Regions from separate parts of the Arachis hypogaea genome. Here region 1 is linked to region 2. Evidence: chromatin contacts called from public Hi-C data. All regions are on one chromosome and are shown on one strand. Each heading gives the region's core, a stretch centred on a gene start, on an enhancer-like site or on the middle of the called end of the contact. The rest is flanking DNA. Distances are from core to core; before and after follow the strand shown. Region 1 has its middle 9.0 kb from the start of LOC112744952. Region 2 holds the start of LOC112744933.

The links. Hi-C and Micro-C count contacts between places; a contact is called where the count stands out from the background.
Region 1: a contact with region 2 is called in a Hi-C map of leaf, with 3 times the contacts expected there. The contact joins the enhancer-like site here to the promoter of LOC112744933 in region 2. A contact is called at or near these places in 3 of 8 Hi-C or Micro-C datasets (all in leaf).

What each region holds. Positions count from the first base shown.
Region 1 is chr2:58,924,859-58,931,629 of arahy.Tifrunner.gnm2.J5K5, forward strand. No RefSeq gene overlaps it. Among protein-coding and RNA genes, the nearest start is that of LOC112744952, 9.0 kb to the right of the region's middle. Within about 2 kb of position 3,328, at least 1 of the 3 cell types and tissues checked has open chromatin away from gene starts, as enhancers often do.
Region 2 is chr2:58,818,838-58,826,744 of arahy.Tifrunner.gnm2.J5K5, forward strand. LOC112744933 reads right to left here and starts at 5,496. Exons shown (of 13, transcript XM_025794714.3): 1 at 5,329-5,496; 2 at 4,076-4,201; 3 at 3,861-3,987; 4 at 2,690-2,817; 5 at 2,534-2,603; 6 at 2,343-2,445; 7 at 114-231; 8 at 1-33. The coding sequence starts at 4,110.

The sequences.
Region 1 (6,771 bases), core at 2,078-4,577, 100 kb after region 2:
TGACTGAATGTCAGCCGCTGAGCCTTACCGTCCATGTTACATGTAGGACATGTTAACCCACTGTACGTATTCCACCCAGATAAATTCCCAACCTTGGGAAGTCACTAATAGTTCACATTAGTGTCACACACATCTTGAAAGTGTTTTCCTTGTTAGCATCATAAGTTTCAACGTCATCCCACAGTTACTTCAACTCATCCACCAACGGCTCCAAATAAACATTTATGTCATTACTAGGCATTTTGGGACCAGGAATAATCATAAATAGAATAAAAGAAGTATGTTTCATGCAAAGCCATGGAGAAAGATTGTATGGATAAGAATCACAGGCCAAATGGAATACTTCATACTCATATTTTCAAAAAGATTAAATCCGTCACTAGCTAAAGCTAAACGAACACTGCGCAGATTGTTAGGAAAATATGGATCCTTTGCATCAAATTTTTTCCATGCTTCAGCATCCCTCGGATGCCTCAAGAACCCATCATTATTACCAGTAAATGACGGATCCATAAAATTTTGTCAGTGGGGGCAAAATATACATAATATACTAATAATTTCTATAATTGTACTATGGTATTATAAAATATGATTACTCTTCAAATTATTTAACAAACAAATTAAAATAATAAAATAATAATTTAAAATAATAACAAATAATTTAAAATTTCATTCTTTTGGGTTTCATATTTTAAAAAAATTGAATAATATTTTATTGACAATACAATCAAATGTCTCTCTTTCTGTATATGTCACTAAATAATCATTTAAAAATTTATCTCCCATATGGTTACGAAGCCGAATCTTTATGATTTTCATAGTGGAGAAAGTTCTTTCAACTGATGTAGTTGCTACAGACAACACTAAAGCTAACTTCAAAAGAAGAAACACTAATGGATAAATAATATTTTTTTATTCTCAACCAATTTCTAAGAAAGAGCACCAATCTCATTTAAGTTTGAGAATTGATCATCAGAATGCACATCTAATATCAAGTGCCAAAAGTTGAGTGGAAGAAAATTCTAATGGATAGAATTGAGCTAACTTGATCAACTTCTCCTTATCAAATGCAAAAAATGAGTGTCTTGGATTCAGACAAGCTATACAAAAAAGCAATTCAGTATTCACCTATGTAAAATGATTATTGAGTTCTTGAAATTATCTATCAACTACTTGATAGAATATCTAAACTTGAAATAATGAAAATTTGAAATTTTTGAGCTTTGCATTTTAATCTTTCTTATGACATAAATATATCATCCATTTTTAGAACAGTAATATTATGTTTGTCATAAAACAATGAGACCTCGTCAAGTAAAAGAGACCAACCATCATCTCTTATATTTTGTAACCGTTGGTTAGACACTTTAACTAATGCCATAGCATTTACAATGTCTTGATTATTCCTGTGTAACGCTTGAGATAACTCATTAGTAACTCACAAGATATTTTTTATCAAGTGCAAATTGAAAATGAATTCAAAGGATCGAATCATTTTCAATAAATGACATGCTTTAGTTCTTTGTTCTGAATTATTTCCATCTTCCTCAACATATTCAAGAACATTGACCACGGAAGGAAGGAAGGAAATAAAAAAATTAATCCAAGTATAGTTTCATAGTGTGAATTCCATCTAGTGTCTCTAGTTCTTTTTTGTCATTTCACTTTCAGTAGCTCTTACAATGTCTTTTTGAATTGAGAGTGCTATTAGTTTAAGATTCCCACAAGCATTTTGAAAGCATGACCAATCTCTTTATTATGTTGCAAAAGAAAGTTTAAAAGTTGCAAAAAATTTTCTTTATTAACAAAATCGTCAGTCTCATCATTACCACAAAAGGCCAATCCTTGTCGTAAAAGAAATCTAATACAATCAATTGTTATTGTCAAGTGAATTTGATCATTCTTTTTAGCTTGCTTAGATTTGTTTTCAATAGCAGCATTGATATGTTATTTTGGCTTCATAAGTGCTTCACATTTTCTCCAAACTTGATTATGGGCGCTATCATGAATCTGAACATGAGTTTGTAATCTCTCCTTTTTTTTCAAATTTGAAAAATTATTAGTTACAAAAGTATCACCACCTTCATTCTCGAGTTTCATAAAATAACAACAAAGATAAAAAAAAACATCTTTTGTTATACTGTACTCTAGCCAGTTGTCATAGTCATCAAACCAATTAGGATTAAAACTTCGAAAAAAAGAACCACAAGTAGTTTGCAGAAAATCATGAGTCCTTGCTTGATAAGAAACTTTTTGCAAACATGCCTATGTAACTTTGTTTCTGTCATTCAATGATAACTTGAAATCTTTGGTCGTTGTCTTAGATTTGCTATAAAGATCTCTAGTTCGAATTTTAAAAACCTCCTTTTGTTAGAAGAGGTCGATCAATTATTTTGGGATCCAATCTCCAAAGATAATATTCTTTTGAAATATTTCTCCATTACTAAAAGAATAAATTTATAAACCTAAGTTAATTGATTAATAAAAATAATTCACAATTTCATATAAATTTAAAATTACAATATAAAATTATAAGCCAAAAAAAATACACAATAATATAATATCAAATTAAGAATGTAGATAGTTAAAAGAAATTCAATAATGTAGATATTGCACAACACAACTGCAAAAACCGTGAGACACCAAGGCACAAGCCACCAATGGGTTGCAGTGAATCTCAGAAATAACTACCGCACAACATTGTTCCTCCTCTTATAGCATCTCCAATAAGAAGATCCACTGTAAAAATAATTTAAGTTAATTTTCAGCAGCATCAAAGTGCAATATCTTAATTCAATTATACGTCGATATACACAAACATAAATCATCCAATTATTCAAACAACAACAATTTCACAGTTTCAATTATTCAAATACAAATCACAATTCACAATTTCACACCATCTTTATCAAAATCAAATTTTTATTCCTAAATAAGATAAAATCGAATTTTTCTAAGTAAAATACCAAATCAGAGCAATGAAGCAAGCAGATTAGTCATTAGTGAATTTGTGAATGTACCAGCTATTTGAGAAGAAGAAGCTGAAAACTAAAGAGGTGAGTGCGGCCGGTGCACCGGTGCCTGAAGCTACTAAAAACTGGAAAGGTGAGAGGTCAGAGACGCAGAGACGATGACAGAGTGCTGAGACACTCAGAGATGATGACTCAATGGTGGAGTGGCGAGAGACGATGATAGAGTGGGCTGTGGGCGATTGGCAAGATCGCAAGAGTCGATGACAGTCAACTGGCGAGAGACAAATTGAAATGCAGAAACAAGGAACAAGCGAGTAGCGGCATAAGGAGGAAGGCTGCACGGTAGCAAGCCAGCAACGTCGGCGACACCGCGACAATGACGCGGGACAGCTCAGGAGGTGGGTGGCGACCCGGTAACAGTGAGACGGGGTTGGAGCCTGAAAGGCTGAGACAAAAATTAAAAAAGAGGAGAAAGAAAAGGGTTAGGACATTCAGATTCGAGAGTGAGGGCAACTAACCTTTTTTTACTAGAAAGTATTCAATAATTTTTTAGATTCTACTGGAAAAACTTACCCTCACTAAGTAATGAATGAATCCATCCCTGTTGATATTCAATGTATTTGTTGTGAATTCTAATTGGTCAAATTTCTTAATGTAGTTTCTAGAATTTCTCAAGATAAAAAATTCTCTTAAACTCATAAATGTACTAATTTCTTAGCAACAACTTATGTGAGTATAGGATTATATTTTTGTGAAACTTTATAATAACCACGTATATCATGTTTGACTATCTCTAATTTTTGCTCAATTTATGGTGTTTATAATTAGTAGTTTCATTCCTAATTTCTTTCTCAAGTACATTGTAAATCAACATATCATTTAAATAGTAATCAAGCATCTAAAAGCATTAAGTTCGTTTATAAACACAACATATAATCCATAACATAAATCATTGAATAACATCAATTCACATGATGGGCTACATCAATGTCCAATAAATATAATTCATAATGAAGTAAAATGAAATAGAGATTATTATTGAAATTGAGAGAAAAAAAAATACATGATTATTGTTGACAAGAATTTGACTCTAAGTTGTTATTGTGATGCTCCTATTTCTTTGTGCGTTTCTTTAGGTCCTCCCTTCTCTCCTCTATTTCTTTTTTTTTTTTTTTTGGCGTGGCTTTTTTATGCTCAAACGATCAGCACATTGTGTCATTAGTTATGAAGTTCTATCCCTTACTTGGTTGTCATTCTTTCTATTTTTAATGAAAAAGTATTTTAAAATAAACTGATCGAAAGAATAATAAATTTTTTCATGGATGATAATTTATAATAAAGTGAGTTAGTAAAAATAACATGGAGAGTAAGTAAGAAATGACTTATCATATCTGTTGTTTTTTAGTTTTATTTTTGTCTTGTTATGCCTACAACTAAAAAAGAAAACAATGGAATAAAAGTTAATTTAAATTAAATAAAACTAAATAAAATAAAATAAGGCAAATATTTTATTAAAAATTCTTCAAAACTAAAATAATCAATTACTTTAAATATGATAAAAATTAACGCTTCTTGAAGAGTTATCATGAAGGAATATTGAGCGAGTACTTAAGACTAATATAATTAGTTATAGAGTGACTAATGATGAGCTCAGCATGAATTGACATTTTTCCCTTCTCCCTTACTTCGTAAGAGAAAAAAAAGACATCAGTTTATCAGACTAAAAAACATACGGTACGATTAAATTAATACTATTATAACTGAAAAATTATTATTATTATTATTACTATTATTATTATTATTATTATTATTATTAGAGTAAAGTATCGTTTTTATCCCCAACGTTTGGGATAAGTTCTATTTGTATCCCTAACGTTTAAATCGTCCTATTTGTATCCATAACGTTTATAAAAGTGATTCAATGTTATCCTACTATCCATTATACTAACAACTCAGATTATATTTTTCAATTATTCTCACTTGGATATATTCATTCTCAATTAGGTCTCACTTGGATGTGTTCGATTTTAATATTATACCCACTATTTGTGTTTAGATTCAATTATGTCCCTAGAAAAGTGAATTATGTAAATGTTGTAGGAATTAGTTTCAACTTTTGATGAGCTATTTTTCGAAATGGATCATCGATTCTATCCCAGACATTTGTATTCTAACTTCAAGAATAGATTTTTAAAACTCAAACTAAAGCGTTCATGATGTGTAATTGACGGCAGGATAACATTGAATCACTTTTACAAACGTTAGGGATACAAATAGGACGATTTAAACGTTAGGGACACAAATAAAATTTACCTCAAATGTTAGGAACAAAAACAATACTTTTTTATTATTATTATTATTATTATTATTATTATTATTATTATTATTATTATTATTATACAGCCCTTTAAATGAATAATAATTCAACCGGTAATGCGCCTTAATTCGCTTGAATTAAATTTAATAGTGGGAGTAAAGTAGAAAAAAATTAAAATTTTATGTGAAATTGAAAAAATAAATTAAGTACGTAAAACGTAAAATTTTAACAAAATTTAAATTGTAAAATTGTCAAATTTAGTACAAATTTTATAAAATTGATTAACTCATTTAAAATCGTAATATTAAAAAATTTTAAAAATTAAATAGAGATTCTAATTACTACGAGAGATTTACGATAAAAATGTTTTGAATCAATTTACCTAATCGCGAAAGTAACATATAACATACAAAAGAATATATATATATATATATATATATATATATATATATATATATATATATATATATGCAGAGATGTAGAAATTTTAATATGGGAATTGAATTTTAGACAAATATTTTAATTGTATTCTGTTTTTGTGTTATGTTTATTTATTATATAAAAAAATAAAATATTATTTTAATTTTTAATATATTGATTAAATTCTAATTCTATCTCTAATGTTTATAACATTATATTTTTATTCTAAATATTTTTTTATTTTTATCCTCTGTTTAAAATTATTTTTTTAAAATATATTATTTTTTCTCTATTATTATCTTTTTATTTATCTTATTTTTGTTTCATTTTCACCCTAAAATCACTAAAACCACCATTACGACCACTATAATTACGATTTTTATTATTATCTAAAAGAAAATCATAATGGACAAAAGAATATTTAAAAAAAGGTTCAATTTTTACCAAAATACTAAAACAACACGAAATAAGACTTCTAAAATAAAATCAGGACATTTCAAATATTATAGATGAAATTAAGATTTAACTCAAATATTAAGAATTAAAATAGTACTTTATTCTAAACGAACTTCAAGCATGATATGTATAAACTAAAATTTTTTAAATAAAAAAGATTTATCAACATATAAAAGAAATTTTAGAAATACATTCTAATAGTTTTCAAGATATAAAATACAAATCTCAAAATAAAATTATACTTAAATAAATTATGATAAAAATAAGGTAAAAAATTTTTTTTAATAGTATAACTTTAGAAAATGAATTAATGTTCTTTATAAAAAAAATCAAGGTACACAATATAATTACCAAAACATAAAAATATAAGTTATTAAAATTTTTTATATAGTAATATAAAAATATTGAATATGTTAATATGTTAATATTTTCATATTATTAAAAGATCAAATGAATTTTAAAAAATTGATATAGAAATGAGTATATAAAAATTAGAGTATTTATTCATTTTAGTCTTCAAAAATTTTTGGATCAGACACTTTAGTTCCCAATTAAAATTAATTATTTGATTGGTTCCAAATAATTAACTCCGTCAGTCACTTAGGT
Region 2 (7,907 bases), core at 4,246-6,745:
AAGTCCCGTAAGAGACCATAAAAGTATTCATATCTGCATTGGAAAAATATGATACATTATCTCTCTAATTAAATAATATACTAGACTATAAAACTCAAATTCCTGACACATACTTCAATGGAGGAATACTCCGATTTTCAGCAGGGGTGATGCCATTAAGTAGTGCTTTCCTTGAGTGAATTATGAAGTGCTTAGCAGGTGATAAAGAAGAAACCTTGTAAATGAAATCACCTGATAAGAAACAAAAGTGGCAACATAAAATGTCAATACACAGCCTGAATAACAAAGGCAAGTATATAACTTTGTATTCTGATAATAAAAGAATGAAGGGTTTTGTATAAACAAAAAAAAGGAAGAATATATATATATATATCCACTTCAATTTACAAAAATAATAGCAAAAAAATAAAATAATTATCCCTCCAATAAATCAAGCATACTTCGTACAAAAGGGTTATAATCTTCACAGCACAAAGATGCCAAACGTGTATACATATTATACAAGACTTGGTAGTGGAAAATTCTGTTGCTATATATATGAAAATTATGCTCCAACTGAAGTAAACAATAGTGCCATGTAATGACATGTCACAATGATTTCACTTCTACCCTTTTCCCAAAGCCAAGAAAAATAGAACAGGACAAAGTAAGTCCAAAGTTTTGGGACAAACCACACACTAGCTAAAGATATCTAAAGAAAGTATATAATATAGATTTACCATGGAATGTGTGGAACAGATTTATAACACACCAAATTTAAAATAAACCAGAAGAGATAGCCATAAAAGACCTCGGAACACTGTTTACTACAATTAAAACTGAACACAAAACTAAGGTATAAAAACTGACATATAAATCACATCCATATTAATGTAGGATAGAATTCCAATAAGGTTTTATTGCATCCAGAAAATATCAATCTCATTACAACAACCAAAGTCAAGGAAAACAGTCATTGAATTCCTACATCTCAAGAAAGAAAGACAAAAATAATTCAAAGAAATCATTAATTAAGGATTTCTCCTTGACAAAATAGATTAGGAAGTCATTATTATATTAACCAACAAGGGCTAGTGCAACAGTAAGCAAGCTTCAATGCCAGGGACAATTGTGTAAAAATATTTCTCCTTGTCATTTATTTGTGTAATAAGAATTATGACCTAAAAAGAGGTTTATGCAGAACTGACATCAGCTTCTAAATTTTGCAACCCTGCTTCATTTTCAGTTTCCTATTATTTGTATAGGTTGGTGGCATCACAATTTGGTGACAGCTGAGAAGTCGAGGAGTAGAATATGATTCTTTTGGGAATAATTGCAACTGTGATTATAGGATTCAACAACAGATTTGGTATTTATTGATGCAAAGAGAAATAATCAATGTGCTTCCCTCATGATATATATTATAAGATGTTTCTATGGCAATCAATTTAATAAGACTCTGTTCTTGACCTCTATATGGTGCTTTGATAATAAATACTTAAAAGGAGTTGCCAGGTCACACTTTAGAGAATAGGCATGTTGATGCTCTTTTCAACTTTTCCCCTTAATCTGGTTTGCTTCTGCTATGGAGCATTCTTATTTGCCTTTTGCCTGTACTTTCCCTCTTTCCTTTCAATAAAATTATTTTTCTATAAAAGAGGGGGGAAATCTTTTCAAAACTTATATAAGACATAGAAATATATGATAACTTAAAGTCCTTATTTTCATTGGTATTCGCAAATGGGGAAAACACTGATGCTCGTAAGTTCCTTTACTACATAAAAATGTTTCCTGCTAAATACTTAATAATCATATATTCTCTAGATATGTTATTTGTTTTTCCATTAACAGTTAGCTACTAACTGCAACCCGATTGTTACGGAAACAAACATGATATCTTCATTCTAAGATCCTAGCAGAAGGTCACTATTTGCTTTCAATTAATAAATAGTAATTTCAATGTTATAGTAGTAAATCCAAGGGTTTTGCGAGGATAAGAATCCCCAATGTACCTACTTATCAAAATAAGGGTGAAAAAGATAGAATTCCCCATGTACCTAATCAATTGGACAAAAGCAACACATGTTTTAGCACAGCATAATTTAAAATGCTTATAAAATGCAGCAGATTGAAAACAGTGCAGCCATACTAACATAAATCTAATAACTTGGAAAGTAGGCTCAATGGAGGATCAAAATGCATTAATGCAAATAACCACAACAAAATGGCTTTTGCGGTTTTGCCATGCCTTGACACTGAACAGGGGCAACCTTCCCTTCACTATGATGAATTCTGTTTCAAAAATTCATAACATTTCATTCTTTCAATATGAATAGAGAAAAATGAACAAAGAAGGACCTTACACAACTCATTGTAAGAATCATGATTGTCCACGCCGATTCGACACTTGACAGTAACTGGTACATTTGTATTGGCAGCCATTACTGAAATAGCCTCAGCAACAAACTTTCCTTGTATGCATTAAATTTCTATATTAATGCAGATAAGACAAAGATGTTTATATGTAACCTTAATCAAGGATGATTTTTCTAACCTTTGGGTCAAGCATAAGACGTACACCAAAGCATCCACGCCCAGCTACTCTTGGACTAGGGCATCCACAACTGATATGCATTGAAAGTAATAAATTCATTTTGTTAGAGATAAAGACAACAATAAAGCTCTGAGATTTAAGGTGATAAGAACAGACTTGAAGTTGATCTCATCATAGCAATAAGCACTAGCAAGTTCGGTTGCTTTTGCTAAATTATCCAAATTACTTCCTCCAATTTGCAGCACAATTGGATGTTGATCTGGAGAATATGCCAAGAACCTGTCCTGACAACATATAAAAAGAATCAATGGTTTTTCAGCACCAATTTATTCAACACCCTTTTGTTAGTTTGTGTTCATATACACACATATATGCCCACAGCATAGATATAATCAAAGCCTTCAACTAGAAAAAACAATCCATACTGGGTAAGCAATATATTTTATTTCATTGCAGCAACAACATAATGGCCTATCACAGATCACATACATGTTTAAAACATTTATATTTTATCTCATTGCAGTATCTTATCCACTCTTCTAACTAGAGCCTCTTGAAGCTTTCTCCAACATGTTTAAACCACTTAACATGAGATTCTAATGCATTCATTAATAATTACAACATTAAGCTTAAGTTCCTATTGGCATTTTACCGTCTAACATTTAGTCTCATACAACTTTGCCAGTCTAATAGTTGTGTGGTAAAATTTACCAATAAGCTTTAGTGGCACTTTTTTATCGCAACAAAACCCCAAACACTCTTCCACAGTGACCACCTAACTTGAATCCTATGGTCATCTCCATCTATCTCTCTATTACTCGGCAATTTAAACAAGAATACTTAAATCTCGAGAGCTTAGTGCGATGTTACGTCCAATTTTCACCTCATGCCACCATAAGAACTTAAATAATCAGTTAATTTTAAAATAAGGAAGAGAGTGAACCCCAGACACACTAGTAAGATTGTTACCTTGTGACAGAAACAATTGAAGGTCATGGGTCCAAACACTAAGAAGTAAGAACAGTCAAGGACACTCTTTCTACTTGCAAGTGCAGGATTGCTAACTTCATATATTTTTACTTCCCCCAAATCCCACCAAATGGCAGCTTCAAGAACTCTTATGCCAATTTAGGGCAACATAGAATGGGCCTATGTGTCAATTATGCTTCAAATCTGAATAGGTCTTGTATGATGAGGCATGTTCAAGATAAAGAAATTTGTCTGCGTAGGTAATATCTTAAGATTTCAAGAGACCTTTCCCCTTAGAAATTATGATAACTTGTTATTCATGCTAGGAGGGACCCAGGACTTATCTTTATAAACTTACCAGATTTCCCTTTTGATAAACAATTGTTTCAGCTGCAAGCATTTCTGTGTAAAGCCAAGAATGTTTTGATATGAGACGTGCAAGAGTCCTATAGTGATGGTCTGTCCAGTCCATCATTGGAGCAACACTGAAATCCAAGGAAAAAAAACCAGATTGACATCATTTATCAAGCAAAGGAGAAATAGAAAGAAAGCTTAGATAAACAGCAAACTCACCTAAACCAAGGAGGAAGATAGCGATTTGCAACCATCACAGCTAAGCTACGTGATTCCTCCTTCTTAGTGGAAGAAGAGAACAGCCCCAACCTTCAAAAATTTCTCGGTGCTGCACCCACTCACAATCTGCAAAAATTTTCAAATGATATTTAGACCTAGTAGAACTTCATACTTCTTTCAATAAACTATGGCGTGTTTCCCATATATCCATTCATCATAAACCAACCATCCAAAAATTCTTCAGGACAACAGATTTAGGTGGAGGAAATGCCTCAATTCAGAGTTCGAGCATGCCCCATGTTTCTTAACAATCTATCAACAATAGAATCCTCAGAGTTAAACCTAAATGCAATAAGAAGGCCCACCAAATGTACCAAGCCATTGGTACCCATTCCATTCAAAACACCCGAAACTCATGGTGCAGAACCGAAAATAAGTGGGTGGAGTTAAACGGTAAATAAGAACATAGTCAAATCTTTGCAGAAACAACAGTAATCACTCACAAACGAAAACTTATTTTTACAAGAAATAATACAAACTAATAACATATTCTTTGTTGCTTCGTTTGGGTTGCTTTAGGTTACTCCATTGAAAATGTTTTAGGTTATGCCATTGCAGCCGCATGGCATATGAAAGAAAAAAAGAAGGTTCTAGTATCTGTGGCATGATAATGGAGCATGTGAAATAGCACAGGAAGCTTTCTAAAATAATACATGTGAAATAGCAAAATCTTCAAATTACTAATAGGTTCACCATTAAATACACTAATGGAAACATAATGAACAAATAACATCCAATATCCGTAACTACGACATCCAAATAACATGCAGAAACTTGCCACTGTGACATCAAGGTAAATACTTAACAATGGCACCCAGTTGTAACTGTTTATATAATGATATTCATATCCAAGCTAAAGCAATGTAACACACGATATGAAACCTCGACTAATCTATCATCAACTGCTGATCAAATCCAACAACCTAAAAGTATTCACCATTGGCGGGCTTAACACACTAACGAGTAATCAGATATCAACCAGCCCTACCTATAGCGAAGCATGGAAAATTTTCTTGTTGGCAATTTCGAATTCTAATCACTTATCAATCCCTCAAGCCCAATGCATCACTAACATCCAACACATTCAGGAAAAACATAGCAATGGTGTATAAAATGCAAGAACATAGCACCAGGAACGACACAATTTAAAAAAAAATAAAATAAAAAAGATGAAAAAAAAAAGGGAAACAAACCTGAGTGAGTTAACCGCGGCGTCGTTTCCACTTGTGACAGGGGTCGGCCCTTTGTCGAGCTGTTGCCGTCAGTGGGTGCAGAGGCTTCTTTGCTTCAGACGATAATGCTCTCCTTTTTCCTGCCCTGTTCGTTTTTTATTTGTGAAATAGAATGTTTGCTGATTGGATGAAATTTAAGGACATCTAAATTGGGCTTTCAATAGGGCTTTCTTTGTGGGGGATTGTTTCTGCATGTGAGCAGACTAGAGAGGTAAAGATAGAGGGGGACTTTTTCCATGCACTATATCCAATCAATGGTGGTAATAAAGGTACAGTCAACTATAATCAATTACCTGGGGTTTTAGGCCCGTTTTAATTACCAAAAAAAAAAATCTATAATCAACAGTGAAAACTTAGGTACAGTCGTTTTATTTCACGTGAAGTTGATAGTGGAGAGCCGTTAATTAAATGATTTGATTGATTTGACTAAATTTTCATCTAACAGCTCTCAACTATCAACTTCACGTGAAGTCGACTGCACCTAAATTTTCACCATAATCAATTACCACTTTTTTTTAAAGAGGATGTCAATTTAAATTATTATGAAAAATATTTAAATTTTAATAAAAAATCAAAATCTAAAAACAAATATTTAAAATCAAATAATAACAGACATCTAAAATTATTTTAAAAATTCAGTTTAAAAATTCTAAAATTCTTTTAAAAAATTTTAATAGAAAGAAACATTTGAAACGTAACAAAAAATATCCAAAACCTAATAAAAACGAAATATTTAAAATTATTTAAAAATTCAAAAAATAACAAAAAATTGAAAAAAATCTGAACATTAAACAAGAAACATCTAAAAATATTTAAAAAACATCCAAAATCCAAAAAAAAAGAAACATCCAAAATATAAGAAAAAAATCTAAAATTTAACATCCAAAACTAATAAAAAAAATCATCCAAAATCAAGAAGAAGAACAACTACAAGAAGAAGAACAAGAGCGACGCAACCTCCTTCTTCCTCACTAGTCATTCTGTCGCAACCCTTGGCAGGACAATGGAAGCGGACGTGTGGAGGCCTCCTCGGTGGCATGATACGATGCGGTTGCAAGGGGAGGGTGTGGTGGTAGTGTTTTCGCGAACGGAAAGTCTCTGTTCTCGGAGGGATACTGGTGCGTGCAGTCGGCGGTGTACTCGAAAGGAGGGTGCAGCGGTGGTTTGTGATGCTACAATTGCAACAGGGGGCTACATTCCTACCACGGCTGCAAAGGGACGGCGTGACGTGAACGCGGCTGCGGATGCAAAGGAAGCTTATGGTGGTGCCCCACGGTGCTATATTGGCTAATGGAGAGATGCATGTTTGTTGCGGTGGTTGGGGCACTGGTTTCGGGAATAGAAGATGACGCTATGTATGGTGGCGGTCAGCAATGCTGATTTCGGGAAGGAAAGGGACTACGTGCGGCGGTGATCGATGGCGTTAGGTGGGGTGCGGACGTGGATAAAGAGAAAAATAAGGGTTTGTGTGGTTATTTTTTCTATTGTGTACTGTGAATGTGTGTGAGCATGAAATTAGATTGACTCTTTGGGTATTTTTTTATTTTTATTTTTGTTGGGACTTCTTTTAAAATAAGATTTTTTTAATTTTTAAAAATTTATTCAAGTTGACCGTACATATAGTTGATCTCCTAGACTTTCTCATGTCCATTATATACATTTGGGTTCAAGGGTTGGATATTTAATGCAAGTAAGTAAGTATGAAAAAAGTTCAAAGTCCAACAAAATTTATTATTTTTAACCAGTACTTTAGTTATTAGTCTAATTTTTTATTCTAATAATCTAATAATATATTGTTAGGCCATACTTTTAAATATTACTAGATAACTGTTGGCTAAAAATTAATAAATTTTAATAGTCATCTAACATTTTTTCGTAATTATTATGATGTGTAATATCTAAAGTTGGGGTTATCCCACCCATACTCCTACATAATGAAAAAAAGAGAGATTTTTTTAAAGTAATTATGACATTGCTACTTTAATGCAATTTAAATTTGATTAGCTTTTAAAGAGAATAGGAGAACCAATAGAGACAAGCGAAAAAAGTATAAGTGACAATGAGAATGGTCGTGAGAGTGGAAAACTGTGAGGCAGCTACCTCCACCGATGGAAGTAAAAATGGAGAGAGTGTGAGAGGAGTACATCTGGTGGTATGGAGGGTTCAAAGGGGATGACTGGATGAGAGTCTCTTCTGGGGATAAGATGGTGGGAATGGCTAGTCTTAAACCCTTCACAATGGATGATGCTCATGATGGGGATAATATAGCTATTGTGAGGAAAAAGCAAGGAGATCCAAACCCACTAACTATAACGTTCATGGATGAAGGGAGAAGAGCACTTTTAACACTATATGTGGGATCTATTGTCATTAAAGTGATTGGAAAGCATGTAAGTTATACGGCCATGGTTCATCGTCTTAAGAGCATATGGCGATTGCGAGGCGGATACGATGTTATGGATGTTGGTTGTGGATATTTTCTTGTGAAATTTGATCTCATGGAAGATAAAGATAAGATTCCCCTGGGTGTTCTGTGGAGG